Linked DNA regions of Hordeum vulgare: region 2 is linked to region 1. The links are chromatin contacts, called in public Hi-C maps. All regions are on one chromosome and are shown on one strand. The core of a region is the stretch at or near the end of the contact, and the rest is flanking DNA. Distances in the headings are between cores, read along the strand shown.

The links. Hi-C and Micro-C count contacts between places; a contact is called where the count stands out from the background.
Region 2: a contact with region 1 is called in a Hi-C map of leaf, with 3 times the contacts expected there. The contact joins the promoter of LOC123412824 here to the promoter of LOC123409811 in region 1. A contact is called at or near these places in 3 of 6 Hi-C or Micro-C datasets (leaf and seedling).

Annotation. Positions count from the first base shown.
Region 1 is chr7H:412,655,315-412,660,981 of MorexV3_pseudomolecules_assembly, forward strand. It overlaps LOC123409811 (actin-related protein 3-like), which reads left to right and starts at 2,145. Exons shown (of 10, transcript XM_045102684.1): 1 at 2,145-2,631; 2 at 3,452-3,686; 3 at 3,771-4,025; 4 at 4,883-5,029. The coding sequence starts at 2,585.
Region 2 is chr7H:412,998,936-413,004,602 of MorexV3_pseudomolecules_assembly, forward strand. LOC123412824 reads right to left here and starts at 2,730. Exons shown (of 5, transcript XM_045105770.1): 1 at 2,169-2,730; 2 at 857-1,288; 3 at 441-753; 4 at 42-276; 5 at 1-8. The coding sequence starts at 2,675. The coding sequence ends at 104.

The DNA.
Region 1 (5,667 bases), core at 895-3,394:
TTTTTTCTTATCCCTTTTTTTTCTCTCTCTCACTTTTTTTATAGTTTTTGTTCTTTTTTCTTTCATTCAACAAACGAGATAAGATGCAAATCAGGTCAAGCGTAGATGCAAATGACCTCAAGTCTGATAATGACAATAAACAATGAAAGCACGTGATGGAAATTGATGGATGGTGGTGAACAACAACAAAACGGGTGATGATGCAGCGGTGGTGCGACTAATGTGAACAGAACTCAAAACTCTAAAGGAACTAAATACTAGGACCAGCAACTTGACAGGACGATGCAACCGATAATTCAACTATGCAAGCATTAAAAAGAAATTTGCAAAGGATCACACTGGCTTGGACAAAGGATGAATAGATCTAACTCTTTTTGTGGCTTTTACTTGGACAATAGGGAAGAAAAATAAATCTAATATAGGAATAACTGGAAATTCTCACTGAGCAACCTGGAAACTGATACCACTTGATAGAAGCGAGGGTCCCGACCTTTTGATGAGATGATAGCTATTGATTTGGTGGAAGCGACTTTCATGACCCGACTATAAACGTGGACGACGTTGCGCCTTAGCAATCGCTAAACCAATCTCTAGGAGGTTATTGACCACGTCGGCGCACGATCAACCTGACCACGAAGGTCTTCCTACAAGCAATCAAAGAACAAACAAGAATATGATAAAGCAATCTGAATATTGCGAATATAGATAAAGTATTGATAAAGGTGAGGATCCGAAAGCGGTCTTGGTCTGATCGTTGGACACAAACGAAGTACACAAAGTTGCAATGGCTAACTTTTAAATAAACAAATCCCCAATTTTTTACTAGATTGATCTACTTATATAGGAGTAAGGGGTGTCAGCCAAGGATGTGGGAGGACGTCTAAAGGCAAGCTAAAACTAACCCTAGGTCATACAATTTCTATGGATCCAAGTGGAGGTGATGCAATACCTTTGGACTTATAGTTTGACTCGGATTCTAATGGAACGTCAGATTGTTTCGTCAATATCTCCATGCTCCGGACGAATTTAAAGGTGATCATAACTGGGTTGGAACGTACATAAAATCTACTTTCCAACAAAAAAGAATCATCCAATTTGAAGTCCATATGTAAAAGTTCTTGACGTTTTGAGACAGGTATGTATGTGCAGTCCGAATCTAAATTCAGAACGTGAGAGACTTGGACTCTATCTTCTCTTGGTCTAAAAGTAACGTGAGAGAACTTCTTAAACAACACCTAAACGTCTATTTTTCCCTTATCTTCATATGTGAATTATACAAGTGTCTGATAGTTCTGCAATTAGGACCAAAATAAAAAAAGATAAAATACTTTTGTTTCTATATAGCATAAATATATTATTGCATAACTTTTATTAAGAATCACCTTAAATAAATACACACGTGTAATATTTGTGATCATATCGAAGGTAGCCTTGTCCTCATCATCACTCCCTTCAGGCATACTTTCGATCCTACACGACGTGAGTCTGCAATTTGTGTATCGTAGGGCAGAACGCTTCCGCGTCACGTCGGCTTTGACGCAACGCTTCCGTCGGGGTCATCCTCACCGCACTTGTCGGATCTCCACATCCCACGGATCGGTGGGCGTGCGACGGATTTTAGACACCGACGTGAGAAATGAAGGAGAGAAATGAAGAATCACGACGACGGTGGAGGAAGATCAAACTCGCGGATCCGCATACGTATCGCGCATGGTATGTTTGCGGGCCACTGTAAACTATTTACGGGCCGGGCCGGGGCGGTCCGGTCCGAGTAGAGCTGACAAAATAAACCTAAATTTGTATACTCGGAAATTTAGAGTGTGTGATGTGGTTTGGTTCGATCCACGATCCGAGCAAGTGCGGACCAACTGAACCCAACAGACAATGGCCGGTCCGGTCCGAGTAGAGCTGACAAAACAAACCTAAATCTATATACTCGGAAATTTAGAGTGTGTGCTATGGTTTGGTTCCATCCACGATCCGAGCAAGTGCGGACCAACTGAACCCAACAGACAATGGCCGGTCCGGTCTGGTCTGAGTAGAGCTCGGACCAACTGAACCCAACAAACAATGGCCGGTCCGGTCCGGTCTGAGTAGAGCTGACAAAATAAACCTAAATCCGTATACTCAGAAATTTAAAGTGTGTGCTGTGGTTTGGTTCGATCCACGATCTGAGCAAGTGCGGACCAACTGAACCCAACAGACAACCTACTACGCTAGTGCGCCTCCATCTCCGAGACTCCGACCACGCCACGGCAACCGAGGCTCCCCCTCCCCTGCAAGTGCTCCCTTCCTTCCCGCTTCCCTCGTCAACCAAATCAAGCACGCCCCTCCTCCCACTTCCCCAATCTCCCGAGCCTTCTTTCTCCTCGCCAATCGCGTCCCAAACCCCCCACCCACCCTGCGGGGATCGATCCCCCTGCCGACCGACTGCGCAGCGGCAGCCGCGGCCGCGTCCGCGCCTTCCTCCCCGCCGATTCAGCCGACCGATCGCGGCAGCCCTCGACCACCCATGCTTCTCCGGGCGGCTGCGGACGAGATATGAGCCGGCGGGGAATCGCCGGAGCCGCTCACGCCGCCCGCCATGGACCCCTCCGAGCGCCCCGCCGTCGTGTTCGACAACGGCACAGGGTACAGCTCCGAATCTCCCCGTCCGATCCTGCGACTGCGCAGTAGCTAGGTTTTTTTTTCCTTACGTTTGTGCGGGTCCCTGAGTGCGTATGCGTGCCCGTGTGTTCCCGCTGACCGCGCTGGGAGGTGAACTGGGGCAGGTCGGATCGGATTACCGACTGCCGTGGAAATAAATGCATTTCGTTAGCCAATGGGACATGGATCACCACCAACGACTGCCGTGAGGCTTGCTCCCTAATTGCGAGCCAACATTCACATTGGTAGCTAGAGCGTTCTAGAGTATGTTGAACCTGAACCTGAAATGACACGAATTTCTATGCGTGTTTGATTTTTTTTTTCTACAGTAGAATGGACTTTCCATGGCTTATCTTTATTTCATCATTGGTTGAACTAGGTGTTGGCCCATTCATTTTTGGTTTGTCTTTAAATCCACGCTGCCAGCGGTAAGGCAATATCTGTCTGGTTAATGGTTGGAGCTACCAACGGAAAATCTAGGGACTGCTACTTTTTCGGGATTATAGCTAATAGTGGTGTTCAAGTGCTTTAGCTCAAATTTATCGTTACTGTTACACTGTAGACTATTACGAAGTACTATAACATGTCTTAACTGATGCACTATGTGTGTTCCGTGAAACATAAAAACGACAATCGCTAACAGACTGCGATAGAAGACAGGAAATTACTGTTTTTCTCTTGAAGCCGGATTGTTTTGGTTTCTTCAAAGCCGCTTGAAAATTTCCATATGCATGTCACTTGTAAAATTTGCTCTATTAGCTCATCACACCGTGTCCTTACATAATCTGTATGCTCTCATGTTTAGGTATAGCAAACTTGGGTTTGCTGGTAACTCCGAGCCGTCTTTCACCATCCCTACTGTAGTAGCTGTGAATGAATCTTTCTTGGACCAATCAGAGCAGTGCAGTAGTGCAAATTGGTTAGCACAGTATAATGCAGGTGTCATGGCTGATCTTGATTTTTTTATCGGGGACGAGGCTCTGTCACATTTCAAATCTAGTGGCCTGTACAGTTTAAGAAGCCCAATTCGCCATGGTCAGGTATGCATATATATTTTCTGTTTGTAATATTGTCCTTCGGGGTGCACCATGCCACTATGTCATGTCCTTTTCCCTGCTCTCCAGGTGAATGACTGGGATACAATGGAGAGATTTTGGCAGCAATCCATTTTCAATTATCTACGCTGCAATCCTGAGGAACACTACTTCCTACTTACAGATAGTCCTGTCAGTACGCCTGAAAGTCGTGAATGTATGGGAGAAATTATGTTTGAGACCTTTAATGTCCCTGGTCTATATATTTCTGTGCAATCTGTGCTCAGCCTTTCTGCTGGATTTGCATATCTGAAAACCCTTTCTGAAGATGATTCAGATTCTGTGGTAGGTCTTGAATTCACCTCCTTTCATGCTTTTGTTTGATGAAGTGTCAAGATGCTTATTAACCCATGAACTTCATCTCTTTCACTGGAACACATCGCCTTGTGAATGTTTTAACAGATAACCAAAATTCTCATATTGATCTCATACCCACATTAAGATAAACTCCCTTTTACATTTTACAGATTGTTCTTCGGAATAGTTCCCCTGCATATTTCGACAAAATTTTGGTCCATCTTTGGATTATATTACCCATTCATATCCTATTTATTGCTTGCCAGCCCCTGGAGTTTTCATTCCAGTTTGGAGATATGTTTTGCTATTCCCTACTCATAAGCATGGACCCTGAAGCATTTTGAGCGTATCACAACCTCATGATATGAAGGAAACCATTTCGTGAGAATTATGTGATGACTCTTATTTCTCACTCGCCAATTCTGCAATGAGCGCCAATTAACTTGCTAACTAAAATTTATTTTTATCGAGAATTGTGCTTGTGAAGCTCTGTAAAGATTATTTTGTTCTAGACATAAATAGTACTCCCTCCGTTCCTAAATATAAGTCTTTTAAGAGTTTTCATTATGAAACTACATACGGATGTATATAGACATACATTAGAGTGTAGATTCATTTATCTTGCTCCGTATGTAGTCAAATAGTGAAATCTCTAGAAAGACTTATATTTAGGAACGGAGGGAGTACCATAGAAGACGCATGCTGCATGCAGCCACGAAACATCAAACTTAATGCTCATTTAAACTCTAGGAGTAATCATCATTGATAAAGTAGACTCATCTAAAGATCAAGTGTTCTGGTAGCATACAACTCTTCTCGTGAGTTTGACCAATATATTTTGTCAGTCTGATATGACAGGTGTAGTAGTTGACATTGGGGATGGAGCTCCACATATCGTGCCAGTTGTAAACGGCTATGTAATTGGGAGTAGCATAAAGTCTTTTCCTCTTTCCGGAAGTGATGTAACTCAGTTTGTTATGCAGCTCTTACAGGTATTTAATTTTCTTCCCACATTTTCCTGGGGTTACGTTAGGGTGTCGACGTCCATGTGTTGTCCATGAATAGGTTCTGTATCCGGCACTTGCATATTGCAAATACATTAATAGAAGCAAGTCTGTGCAGTACCGACTAAACCAGAACAATTGAATAGCAATTTTCCTGAAGTTTGGGTGGCACGGAATTATCCACGAAAAAGGAAATGTGTTAGCAGTAACAAGAGACCATCATATATTTGTTAGGTACTTCAGCAAATATTTGTTATGTTAGAATATTTATCTGGATAGCTCAATTATAGTAATAATCGGATAACACTGCAATTCGGTCAACAAAGCCAAAATGATGCTTCAGCCAAATAGTTTCTACTTTCATAGATATCTATTCTGAAGCCTCCTGGTAAGTGATCATGTTAATATGTGAACCCTAGATCTGTTGTGCGTTATTGCTTGGTATCCTGACATTAGTTTTGCACTGCTCAGTATGGTTGCATGATTAATCAACTTGGAGAGTTTGCATTTCTTTTGTACGGATACCTAAGGTTCCAGTCTCCCCCATATTATACCCACAGACCATATATCATCCACAAGAAGTTGATTCTGTGAACATGTTCTCTGATGAAATATGGCAATTTTTT
Region 2 (5,667 bases), core at 1,480-3,979, 340 kb after region 1:
CCTACTATGTGTCTGGGTGTCACGTGTACAAACCCTACTATGTGTCTGGGTGTCACGCTCTTCAAACCAAAACCGGAATGTTAAAGCTTGCGCCAAACTCCATTCATGGGAAACTCATGTAGCTGTTGACTAACGTTTTCGCTGGGATCACAATGGTCTTGCTGAGCACGAACAGCACAAGGGTTAGCTCGAGCATCAGGATCGTGTTGAGGAATGTCCGGTCGACAATCCAACCGTATAGCGTGATGCCCCCAGGGTTGGTTAGCAGATAGAGCACTGCAGTACATCAGAGGAGAAGAAAATGCATGAGTATGGTAGGAAGGAAAATAAAATAATATGCATGTACTGCTAGCATAAAAAGAAATAGCAACAGAACTTGAAGGAAGCTTTAAAGCGAGGATTATCAATGCAAAATTTAAAGGAAGCATTAGCTTACTAACCAAGCGATTCTCTCTTGTGGTATGAAGACATGTAAGATGCCAGTTGAGCTGTGTTATGAGAATTGCCTTGCATTGAGCCACTTTCCATACACTCCAAGTCACTTTCCGAGCAATCCCTCAAAAACATATGCGCTGGAAAGGGCACAAGGTTCCCAGAATCGTTTGGGGTGCTTACATATGTAGAATCACTAGAGCATGTCGCCAAAGCATGCCATCGACTAGCTATTGCGGCAATGTTTTGAGCTCTGTGAGAAATTTTAGCAGCTCCATGTAAACAAAGGACAAGGCCTACAACTTGAACAACTGAAGATACCTGCAGCAGAAAACAAATATGTTTATGATCTGATGTTTTTTACACCACACACAGAAGGGGAAGTTTATGCCGTTGTTGGAGTAAACGGACATATGATACTCACAGCTATATCACCACCATTGGTGAAATTGATTGGCCCGTTGTATGCTGTTGTCTTGTAGAGAATGGCGAACTGGCTTGCTGTAACAGAAAAGAAGAGCAGCAAAAGGAACATGCGGAACCTGTGACTGATTTTGGAGAGATTATGGCGGAGCTGCAGGTGCTCTTTCAAATAGACTAGAGGATCCGCGTCTTGCTCTAGAACTTTGCCGTAATCATCAAAGTGTATAACTTGTAGATTGCAAACCAAGTTGAAAAGCATGCAGGAAGACAACACAATTGTGGTCAAATACATCCATGACATTATGGAAGCAAATAGCACGATGCATGATCTCCAAATTGACTCGTGGAACATGTGGGAAAAGCGGAACATCTCTCGGGTAATCTTCACAGCAAGGCATGGCAATATCCACCACATAAGTGTTCGGAAGAAGTCCTGTCATTGGGGTCGCAGCACTTGTTAACACAAAAAACGAATGACAAAACTCCTACACATTATGAGTAGTGAATGATGGTTCCGGTGATCCAGTCCTAGTCACCGAATTCCACAATTCAAATTTCCACTAGAAATAATACCTAAAATTCAAGTTTCTTTGCACAAAGAACTTAACTAAATACTCCCTGGTGTAAAAAAAAGTCTTATATTTTGATATAGAGGGAGTATATGAGCATAGGCTAATCAAACAGACATGTGGCACAAACATAAAACTGCTAGTTAAGGACAGACCCATGAATCCACACACCCATGACCCCGCTCACATGCCGACACGAGCAGGCACATGCTGACATGCATATACAACATATATAACCGAGAATTGATCACCTCGGTACGACCTTAAGTAAGGACAGACCCATGAATCCAGGGCGGCAGGAATATATATTAAAAAGGGTGTACAAAAAAGGATCCAGACAGGATTTTTCAGTAGGCTAGCAGATGGGCTGCAATAAGCCAGCTCCTGAAACCTGAATCTAAGCATAATCTCACATCCATAGCCTCAAAATTCCCCTTGTACTGTCTCCTCCTGAATCCAAGCACCTGATTTCACTTAATTTATCATTCGCTTGCACTGTGTTTTGACAAAAATGGCGCGGAGCACTGTTGCACTTGTCCATCAACTAGCAAGTAACAAGAAATTGATCCGAATGCTCGCTGTGAAAATGAATCCAGGCAAGTTCAATTTCTCGTTTCACAGCTAAATTAGGACACCAAAGCTCACACAAAAATTCCCCCAATGAACAGGCCAAATGGAAAAGTTACTAGGCATTCATCCGCAAGTCATGGAAGAATACGCCAAAATTGAGCTGCGAGATAGCACCTGGATCCTGACGACGTACTCCTTCTGGAAGCGGATCCGCATGCCAAGCTCCGGGTCAACGAAGAGGAACTTGCGGAGGCCGTACATGGCCATCTTCCTCGACACGCAGGCGACGGCGACGGCCGCCGCCGCCGCCTGCGACATCATGACGCACACCTCGAACATCTCCACCTCAAACTCTTCGCAGACCCGCTCGCGCTTGCGGCACGGGGAGACGCTCACGGCCACCGCAGGCAGCGCGACGCCCACCACCGCCAGCGCGGAAGCCGCGAAGGCCACGCCAAGAGGGGTCGAGGCAGAGAGGCCCGACACCGCGAGGAACGCCTCCAGCCGCCGGAGCCACCGCGCCAGCGGCGCGTCTGCATCAGCGAGCGAGAGCAGCGGCACGGAGATCGCCAGGTGGTTCTCCGAAGGCGCGCGATTCGAAGGCCTGCTCAGCGACGGGGGCAGCGGCGGCGGCATGGGCGGCGGGGACGGCGCTCCGGCGAGGCGGTCGCCGTTGGCCATGGGCGGGAAGGGGAGGAAGCAGGGGGGCACGCACAGGTGTAAAGTAAAAATAAGGCGGTCGGAAGGCAGGGACGAGGAAGTGGGCCCTTTTATTCCGTTCGCGAGCACGTGGGGCCGCTCCAGTGAGCCCACATGTCGGCGGGGGAGCGGGTTGGAGTGGCGAGGGAGCGAAGAGTTCTGTGCTTTGGCCTCCGGCTCCGGGTATCTCCCGTGCTGTGGTGTTGCGTGCGACGCCGGGGAGGTGCGGGGACACGTGGCGGGGATCCCGGGAAGGTTTAGGTGCCTTTGCAAAGTGCCTTTCGATTTTGCGTGTGAAGGATGCCACAAAGGTTCCACATGGCTGGCTACGGTTCGTAGCCTCACGGACAGGGAGCGAAATCGAATTTTATTTTAAAAAATTTATAAGAGCAACCCCAGCACGTAAATTTTTCCGCTTTTTATCCGCTTGGATCGGCGGGCCGCCCAACGTCCGTACTGTTTTAGATTTGGATCGACAATGCGTCCAACGTCGCCGATCCATTTCATGTCCGCAATCAACATATTAAAAAAAAGGGTCCCTGGCTAATCATTGCCAGCGGCCATGTTTCATGCCATCGCCATGCCAGCGCGAGCATACAATGCCGGCTTCAAAAAATAGCACCATAGTTCATGTTGGCGCGCTCGCCAGCCGGCCGGCACACATGCCAGCATACAAAAAAGGTGGGACTTGAGTTCGACCAAGCCATTGCGGCCCCCGTGGTCATCCCAGCACACCTGCCAGCATCGAAGCCAGCGGCCTGCACACCACCCTCGAAGATCATGTTCTGCATGTAGTCTTCGTCACCGGCGGCCGGCATTCCGTCGAACAGGTTGCGTGCGCCCGACAGCTGGTCGGCTGGCGTTTGCTGCGCGAGTTTCCTCGCGCCTCCGGATGACGAGCCACCGGCCACCGCTCTGGCGCTGAGGTCGATGGTCGCGGGCGCGGGCGTGGAAGGCGCGACCACGCTCACCTCGGGCGAGCACTCCCCCGAGAGGCGGGAGGCCTGCGGGTAGACGTAGAAGCCGGGCACCGGGTTGCAAGCTGACGCGCGGGGCGAGTTGGTCAACAGCGTCCGAGGGAAGGCGGATGAGCCGATGCTGACCGCGGCGGCCACATCGGCATTGACGAGGCCGTGCTGGCTAGGGTTTAACCCCAACATGCAGAGCGCCTCCCTCGTTGCCGCCGCGACATGGACATTGTTGACCTGCTGTTGCGTGGCGGCCACCGCGATGGCTTCATCCCTCGCGCCCGCCGCGTGCCTCCGGTCCTTCCTCTTGGCCGACTCCTTTGCCCGCTGTTCGGGCGTCAACACCTTCTTCGACTTCGGCGGCGGCCTTCTGGGAGTGTTTTTTTGGGGGAAATGGGGGGGGGGGGATGGTTGTGGATGCCATCGACCGACGAGCTTGGGGAGAGGAGCAGGCGCGCGCGTCCGTCTCGTGTCCGCACCGACGCAAATCCATCCTGAAATTGGACCGGGAACGGGTCGCCAAGCGAACGCCAAGCGAACGCGCGTTCGTTTGGGTCGGCGCGTTGGGCCGACTTTTGTGTCTATGCCGACCCAAACGGACGGCGACGTATAAAGTAAGTCACCGTATTGGAGATGCTCTAAAGAGTCAGAAGAATACGCGTAATTTTACGCAAGCTAAAGATGACATTAAATGGGTATGGTTTAAACTCACGGTTATGTATTGGGTTTAAATTGATTTCGGTGTAAAAAATAATCGGTTTTGGTTTTGGTTGAGCTAAAGATGACATTAAATAGGTATGGTTCAAGTGTGGTTTTGAAAAATAAATGAACGGGTATGGTTCAAGTATGATTTAGATATAAAACCATTCTCAGATTTACGCCCACCTAGACGTGTCTTCTCAAAATAAACATTTCTTTCTTTGTCTACATTATCAAAGCAATGAGTTAATCAATTTTCTCAATGGTTGAGTCTGGGTCATGTGCTCGCTCTCATGACGAGTGTGCCGGATCTCGAGTCAAAGCAGATCCCATTTGACAAAACAGAATGCAACATACTGAAAATAATATCCGCTAAGGATCAACCATGTTTGATTGGTTCCTTCACCTCACGAACCTGCAAGGATCCGGACTCCAAGAAAGGATCACTCAGCTTTGGCAGCGATGAACCACACACGGGCATGCCTTCAGTCGAGGGAAACACATTCATTTAGCCATCATTACGTATGATTTCGATGTACGAAGTATTCCAATTGACGTGTGTTGCTGGTAACATCAATTTAATGAACAAAAAAATTGACCTCTGATGCGGGGAAGAGCATCTACAATCGGACGGCCTCATTTATCCTTCCAGAATTGCATTTCTTGTATTCAAATTCTTAAATTAATGCAAAAAACCATGCATGTCCATAATATAATATCACAAATCTAACAATTGAACAAAATAAAATAAACCACAATTCAACAATTCAATACATGCCAAAATAAAAATTCAATAATTTATGGATATACAAGAATAAATCATTTGCCTCTTGTTTTGGGCACGTTGATCCCTTTCTTTTTAACTTTGAACCACTCTGGCCTTCCTCATTCAAGATGCTAGCGTCACTCAACACGATCCTGGTATCCTCTGTTCCGATCAAGCTTCAACACCCCTCTCTCTTTCTCTCTCTCTCTCTCTCAAAATCAATTGAACTCAGTGTCTTTTAGCCTTCTCGAGCCCCATTTTGCCTATTTCTCTTCTTCTTCAAGTCCATCTTATTCGTCTCAAGGCTTAACTTCTCTTTCACCCTCTCCTGGTCAAACTCCATCCTCTCCCATTGCACATCCAAGAAAAGTTTGTCCCCTCCTCCTTCTCCTTCTTGATAGAAAAAAATGTCCATCCATGTGACGGACATATGTGATCTCCTACAAATGAAGCTAACAATACAAATGATGACAATTTGAAGCAAGTCAAACTTACATGACTTTGGACTCCAATGCCACTTTGGTTATGGCCATCCAAATGT